Linked DNA regions of Sus scrofa: region 1 is linked to region 2. A link is a contact called in public promoter capture Hi-C data. All regions are on one chromosome and are shown on one strand. The core of a region is the stretch at or near the end of the contact, and the rest is flanking DNA. Distances in the headings are between cores, read along the strand shown.

Region 1 (2,700 bases), core at 84-2,583, 150 kb after region 2:
ATATAATGAAATACTAGGCAATCACTTAAAAATGATGTTGTAAAAGAATATTTAATGCATGGGAAAATGCTTTTTTTCTTTTCTTTTTTTTTTTTTGGCCATGCGCGCAGCATGAGTATGTTCCCAGGCCAGGGATCAAACCTGAGCCATAGTTGCTGCTGGCCTGACAACACTGATCCTTAACCCACTGCACCACAAGGGAACTCCTGGAAAAATGCTTTTTATTTAAGCGACAAAAATATATATTTGGTCCAAAATTTCAACAGTATACATGTGGATTTTGATAATAAATATAGTTATATACCTGCACATGAATTCATAAAAACATACACACACCGAAATGTTAAAATTATATACTAAATCTCTGAGAGAATTACATACAATTTTAATCTTTTCTACATGTGTTTTTCTACATTTTTAATGACTATGTATTACTTTTATGCGCACAAAATAGTAATTTTTAAAATATATACCCTCCCTGACATCAGTTCTATGTCTTGGGATTTAACCTAAAGAAATAATCCAAAATACAGAAAAAGCCTTATGCACAAAAATGATCATGTCGTGTTATTTATAAAACGAAAATAAGGGTAACCACTGAATGTCCAATACAAATAGGGTTACACAAAATATATTATGTCCACACTTTTACACACGATTTTAATATGAAGAAAACCATCTTTATCACTGTGAGAAAGAGCTGACTTGCTCTGTGCTGCTTCAAAGAATCGAAACCAAAAGGCGGAACTTGGAAGTGGGCAGATTTTGATTCAATGCAGAAGAATGTTCTAACTTTGAAGCAGGCTGCCTGGTGAGGTAATGAGCTCCCCGTCGCTGGAATTATCCAGACAAGACTGGTACTCCCCTCAGGCAGGCTGCAGAGGGCTGGTCTGGGCTTGGAGAGAGGTGGAACTAGATGGTCTCTGGGGGTGTCTGGGGGTGAGGTGCAGAGCAGGAGCCCACGTGGACTGAGCAATTGCCAAGGAAAGGATCCCACTGAGCCTACTCTGAGCGCTTCCTCTCTGCTCACCATCTATTCTAAATGCTTCCCAAAGTGTGTTCCCTCCTCTCTAAAGCTTTGGGTTTTTTAAACTGGTTGGAGACTGGCCTTCCAAAGTCATCTCACTAATGCACTGACGTCCAGACTGCCTCAGTTCAGTGCTCAGGCCACCCCACAAAACCTCAAAACCAGGACCCACTGCAACGGCAGGAGCCCCTACCTCGCAGACAGCTCTCCCAACGCCACAACCTTCCTCCTCCAGGGACAGGGCTCAGAGAGACGACAGCTGATGGGGTGTGGACACCATGCCCCCCCACCCCCACCTCCCCCTTGGCTCAGCTTCTCCCCATCCCAGGCCCTGGGCTCTACGTGTCCCCACCCCTGAGCTCCAGGCCACTGCCACCGCCTCCTGCTCACTGACTTCCTCGGTAATTACTTCATTTACACAGAGCAGGAAGAATCCAGCTCAATAATCCAGGCAGACACGTTAAAAGGAATTATCTGTGGACTGTGTCCTGCACCATCACCTTCCTGGGAAGAAGGAAAAGAAGTCGAACCAGGCAAAAAAAAAAAAGGTCCCCATTGTCTCGAGCCTGTGCAGCCGCCACCAGGATTAATTACACAGCCGTGTGAACACATTTAGCACCTCGCCGCTGATTGGAAAGCCAAGGACTTTTAATAATTCATATCTGCAGCCCAGCGCTCTGCGCCCTGGTGAGGACACAGAGAGCCCTTGTTTTCCGTACGGCAGGGCCTGAGGCAGTGCCAGCCTCACCCCCAACCCTCCCCACCCCACCTGGAGATGGCTCTAGCCTCGGCTGCTGGGCCTCCGTGGGGCCCCCTCCTGCCGCTCCTCCACCAGCGGGATCTCCTGGTCTCCTGCTCCAGCTAAGAGGGAACTCGGAGGTGGGAGCCCCCAGAACCCCTCCAGCCCCGTGCTCCTCCAGCGGGGCCCGGGAGCCAGGATTTGGGGGATCTGTCCGGCAGGTGCCTGCCATGTCCCTGTGGCCATCTGGACAGTAGGCTCGGGCAGAGATGGGCCAACCAGGGCTCTCACCCTCACGGGCAAGACACCCTCAGGGGAAGCCAGACCGAGGGCAGGGACCTGTAGGGATGGAGGAAGAACTGCCAGGCCCTGAAGGCTGTGACCCTCTTTGACATGACGCTGAGCTCATCCTCCTCCTACCACCTCCCCCCTGCAGCTCAGCTCCTCCCTGCCCTGTGCCCTAGGGCTGGCCCCTCCTTCTCAGCTCTCAAGCTCTGGCCCTCCCAGGCTCCAGCCCCCTATCTTGCCTGCTCACCTTCTCCCTCCGCCCTTCCTGTCTAACCTACCCCCCCACCTCCCCTCACTCCCTCTGCCACCTCCCCAACCTTTGCCCAGAACCTCACACAATAAGCCCGAGGCTCTGCTAGCTGCAGGCTGGCCCCACCACCGCACACCCATCCCCCCACGCCCCCTCTGCCCACATAACCAGCTCCTGCTCCTTCAGGCTCTCCCCACGAAATCTGAGACCCCAGAGATCAGACGCCCCCTAGGAATCCAAGACCCTCAGACGCCCTGAGCCCCAACCTCTGACCCAGACACACCCTGACCTCTCCCACACGGTGGGAGGTGGGTCCCTTGGGCTGACCTGAGTCGGACCCCCAGGACCACCCCCTCCAGAGCGCCTTCCCACAAGGGCTTAAACTCATGCCTCCAC
Region 2 (2,700 bases), core at 104-2,603:
CAGTCTCTCTGTTGCTGACCCCACCCCTCTACAGTCTGTCTATTCTCAATCCAGCATCCAGAGTGACTTTTTAAAAACATAAGCGGATCACATCAGTCCTCTGCACAAAACCCTCCAATGGTTCCCCATCTTATGAAGGTAAAACCAAAATTCTTAGACAGCCTGGCCTCTCCATGACCTTCCTGACTAACCTACCTACTAATCTCCCCTTTCCTCACTTTGCTCCAGCCACACCAGCCTCCTTGTTCTTCAAATACATCAGGTCTGCTAATGCCCCAGGGCCTTTGCACTGGCTGTCCCCTCTTCCTAGAACATTGCCCCCTCCAGAGAGCTGCATGGCTTTGCCTCCTCACTTCCTATGGGTCTCCGTAGAAGAATACCTTCCCAGGGAAGCGTTTCCCTACCACTCTAAACAAAATCTCTCCTAGCCCGCACTCCCAAGCCTCCTCAACTTGTTTTATTTTTTTCCAGAGGACATATCACCATCTGACGTACTACATACTAACGTCTTTATCTGCTCATTACCTGTTGCCTCATTCTGGAACATAAGCAGGGAATATGTCTGTTCCCCTCACTGTTGTATACTCTGTGCCCAACAGAGGAGACACATTTGTTCAGTGAACGAACGAACAGTATCCCTGGTTCACAGATGAGACATTGGCTTTAAGTAACTCACCCAAATGAAACTCACGGAGCTATAGTTCTCACCTGGACCTGGGGACTGCCCTGCCCTCTCTCCTGAGGGGAAAGATACTTAGGGGTAACAACAGTGATTTGGGGAGGGGATTTGGGTTTAGTTTCTGATAAGAAAGGGCCCAGGGTCACAGAAGACCCTAAGAGTTTGTGGGGGAAAGATGTCTAAATAGACAGAGAATCTACCAGGTCTGCCTTTGTGGTATCCCAGGTTTAAGAACCCTGAATGGGTTCCAGCTTGAGTGCTTGAATAGAAACCAGCCTCTGGCTACCTGGGGGTCCTGATCAAGCCCCATCCCCACCTTGTGGAAGGCAGGGAGCCACACCCCGCCCTGGCCCTGCTGCCTGCCTGGAGGATGCCAACACAGCAGCTCCCAGCCACCGGCTCCAGAGGTCGCCTTCCCGGTTCCCCAGAGAAAGGTCCCTGTTGGGAGGGGCTGCTCTCCACCCACTGCAGCCTGGATTCCCAGTTCCAGGCCAGCCGCCTCTACAGCACCGGCCCCTCACACTCACTCTGCCATTCGGTGATGGAGATCATGCTGCAGGCTGCCTGGGGGACCTCCCGGGTGGAAGCTGGCAAGGGGCGAGGAGCAGAGAGGACCGAACTTGTACATGCTCAAGGGAAGCTGACCCTTGGCAAGTTGTGAAATGGGCCTCTGGTAAATCATTAACTCTAGACACACACACACACACACACACACATACACACACACACACACACACACACAGCTGCTTGAAGTCACACCCTCCTTTGCTCCTGGTTCTTCCCAGAGAGCAAAGCTCCCTCCCATGCGCTCCGCCCACCAGGAGAAGGCCCCGCCCACCCGACCCTTTTATCTCCTTCCCCCCACGCCCTGAGGCCGAGTTCAGCTGTTTCCATCTCTTTCGCAAAACTTGGGCTGTTTGTGGAAGAACTGGGGTCTAGGGGCACCTGAATTCCTTACATGGTTTGGTAGAAAGTGGGGGAAGAGTTGGGATCTGTTTCTCTTTGGAAAACTACTAAATTCATCTTGTAAGCAGTTTGCTCGCTTTCTGTTGGTACCCAGGCTAGACGCTAGAGGGCGAAAGAACTGACTAAAACCTGTTTCTGATAGCCTTAAGGGAGGGCCAGGCTCAGTTCCATCTAGGGCAAAAAACGTCCCAAGGGAGTTCGACGTCCTTTCCCCCAGCGGTGTCCAGCTTTGGACTGTGACGTTGAGCTAAAGGAATATGAAAGATGAATTTACGCTTACGGTAGGGCTGGACAATGATTCAGGAAGCTTGGTTCTGGCCCACCTACCTGCTGTGTAGACGTGGCTGCATCCTTTCCTCCCTCCGTGGGCCTGAAAAAAGAGAGGCTGGACAGTTCCCAACGTCAAACCCGCTAGAGCCAGCACCCTCTCTGTAACATCCCCCCTATCCTGCAGTGCAATTCATAGATAATATGACCCATCTACATACACCATTTCAAAATAACTTAAATCTAATTATAATAAAGAAGAAAAAATTATAATAAAACACAACGTCTCTCAATATATAAGTGTTCAGGAAAGACTTACCAGAAGGCATAAATAAAGTAGGCAGATTGCTTGCACCTACTTGTAATAAGTTTGAATTTAAGAGAAATAGAAGAACTTCCCATGGTGGCTCAGTGGTAACCAACCTGACTGGTACCCATGAGGACGAGGATTCAATCCCTGGCTTTGATCAGTGGGTTAAGGATCCTGCGTTGCCATGAGCCATGGTGTATGTTGCAGACACAGGTTGGATCCCAAGTTGCTGTGGCTGTGGCTGTAGCTGTGGCCGGCAGCTGCAGCTCCAATTTGACCACTAGCCCAGGAACTTCCGTATGTGAGGGTGTGGCCCTGAAAAAAAAAAAAAAAAAAAAGAGAAAGAGAAATAGAAGACTAGGGTCATGATATACCACACCCCCCAAAAAAACCCCACCCAAATAACCCCTCTCTCCACACAAGAAAATGAAAGAGGAGGGAATGAACACTAGAATAAAACCTGGTGTTAGATAAGTAA

What was found. Promoter capture Hi-C pulls out the DNA fragments that hold promoters and counts their contacts.
Region 1: a contact with region 2 is called in a promoter capture Hi-C map of fetal liver, with 5 times the contacts expected there. The contact joins the enhancer-like site here to the promoter of GOLT1A in region 2. A contact is called at or near these places in 5 of 5 promoter capture datasets (fetal liver, fetal skeletal muscle, liver and 1 more), 25 of 47 Hi-C or Micro-C datasets (adipocytes, adipose tissue, alveolar macrophages and 14 more) and 1 of 2 datasets of contacts at active chromatin or transcription factors (skeletal muscle).

The regions. Positions count from the first base shown.
Region 1 is chr9:64,999,913-65,002,612 of Sscrofa11.1, forward strand. The region is part of intron 3 of PLEKHA6 (pleckstrin homology domain-containing family A member 6); the gene reads right to left. Among named protein-coding and RNA genes, the nearest start is that of PLEKHA6, 26 kb to the right of the region's middle. Within about 2 kb of position 1,334, at least 32 of the 83 cell types and tissues checked have an H3K27ac peak or open chromatin away from gene starts, as enhancers often do. A contact at or near this core is called in brain, fetal liver, mesenteric adipose tissue and 2 more, where this site is marked.
Region 2 is chr9:64,852,300-64,854,999 of Sscrofa11.1, forward strand. It overlaps GOLT1A (vesicle transport protein GOT1A), which reads right to left and starts at 1,354. Exons shown (of 4, transcript XM_021063213.1): 1 at 1,207-1,354. The coding sequence starts at 1,231.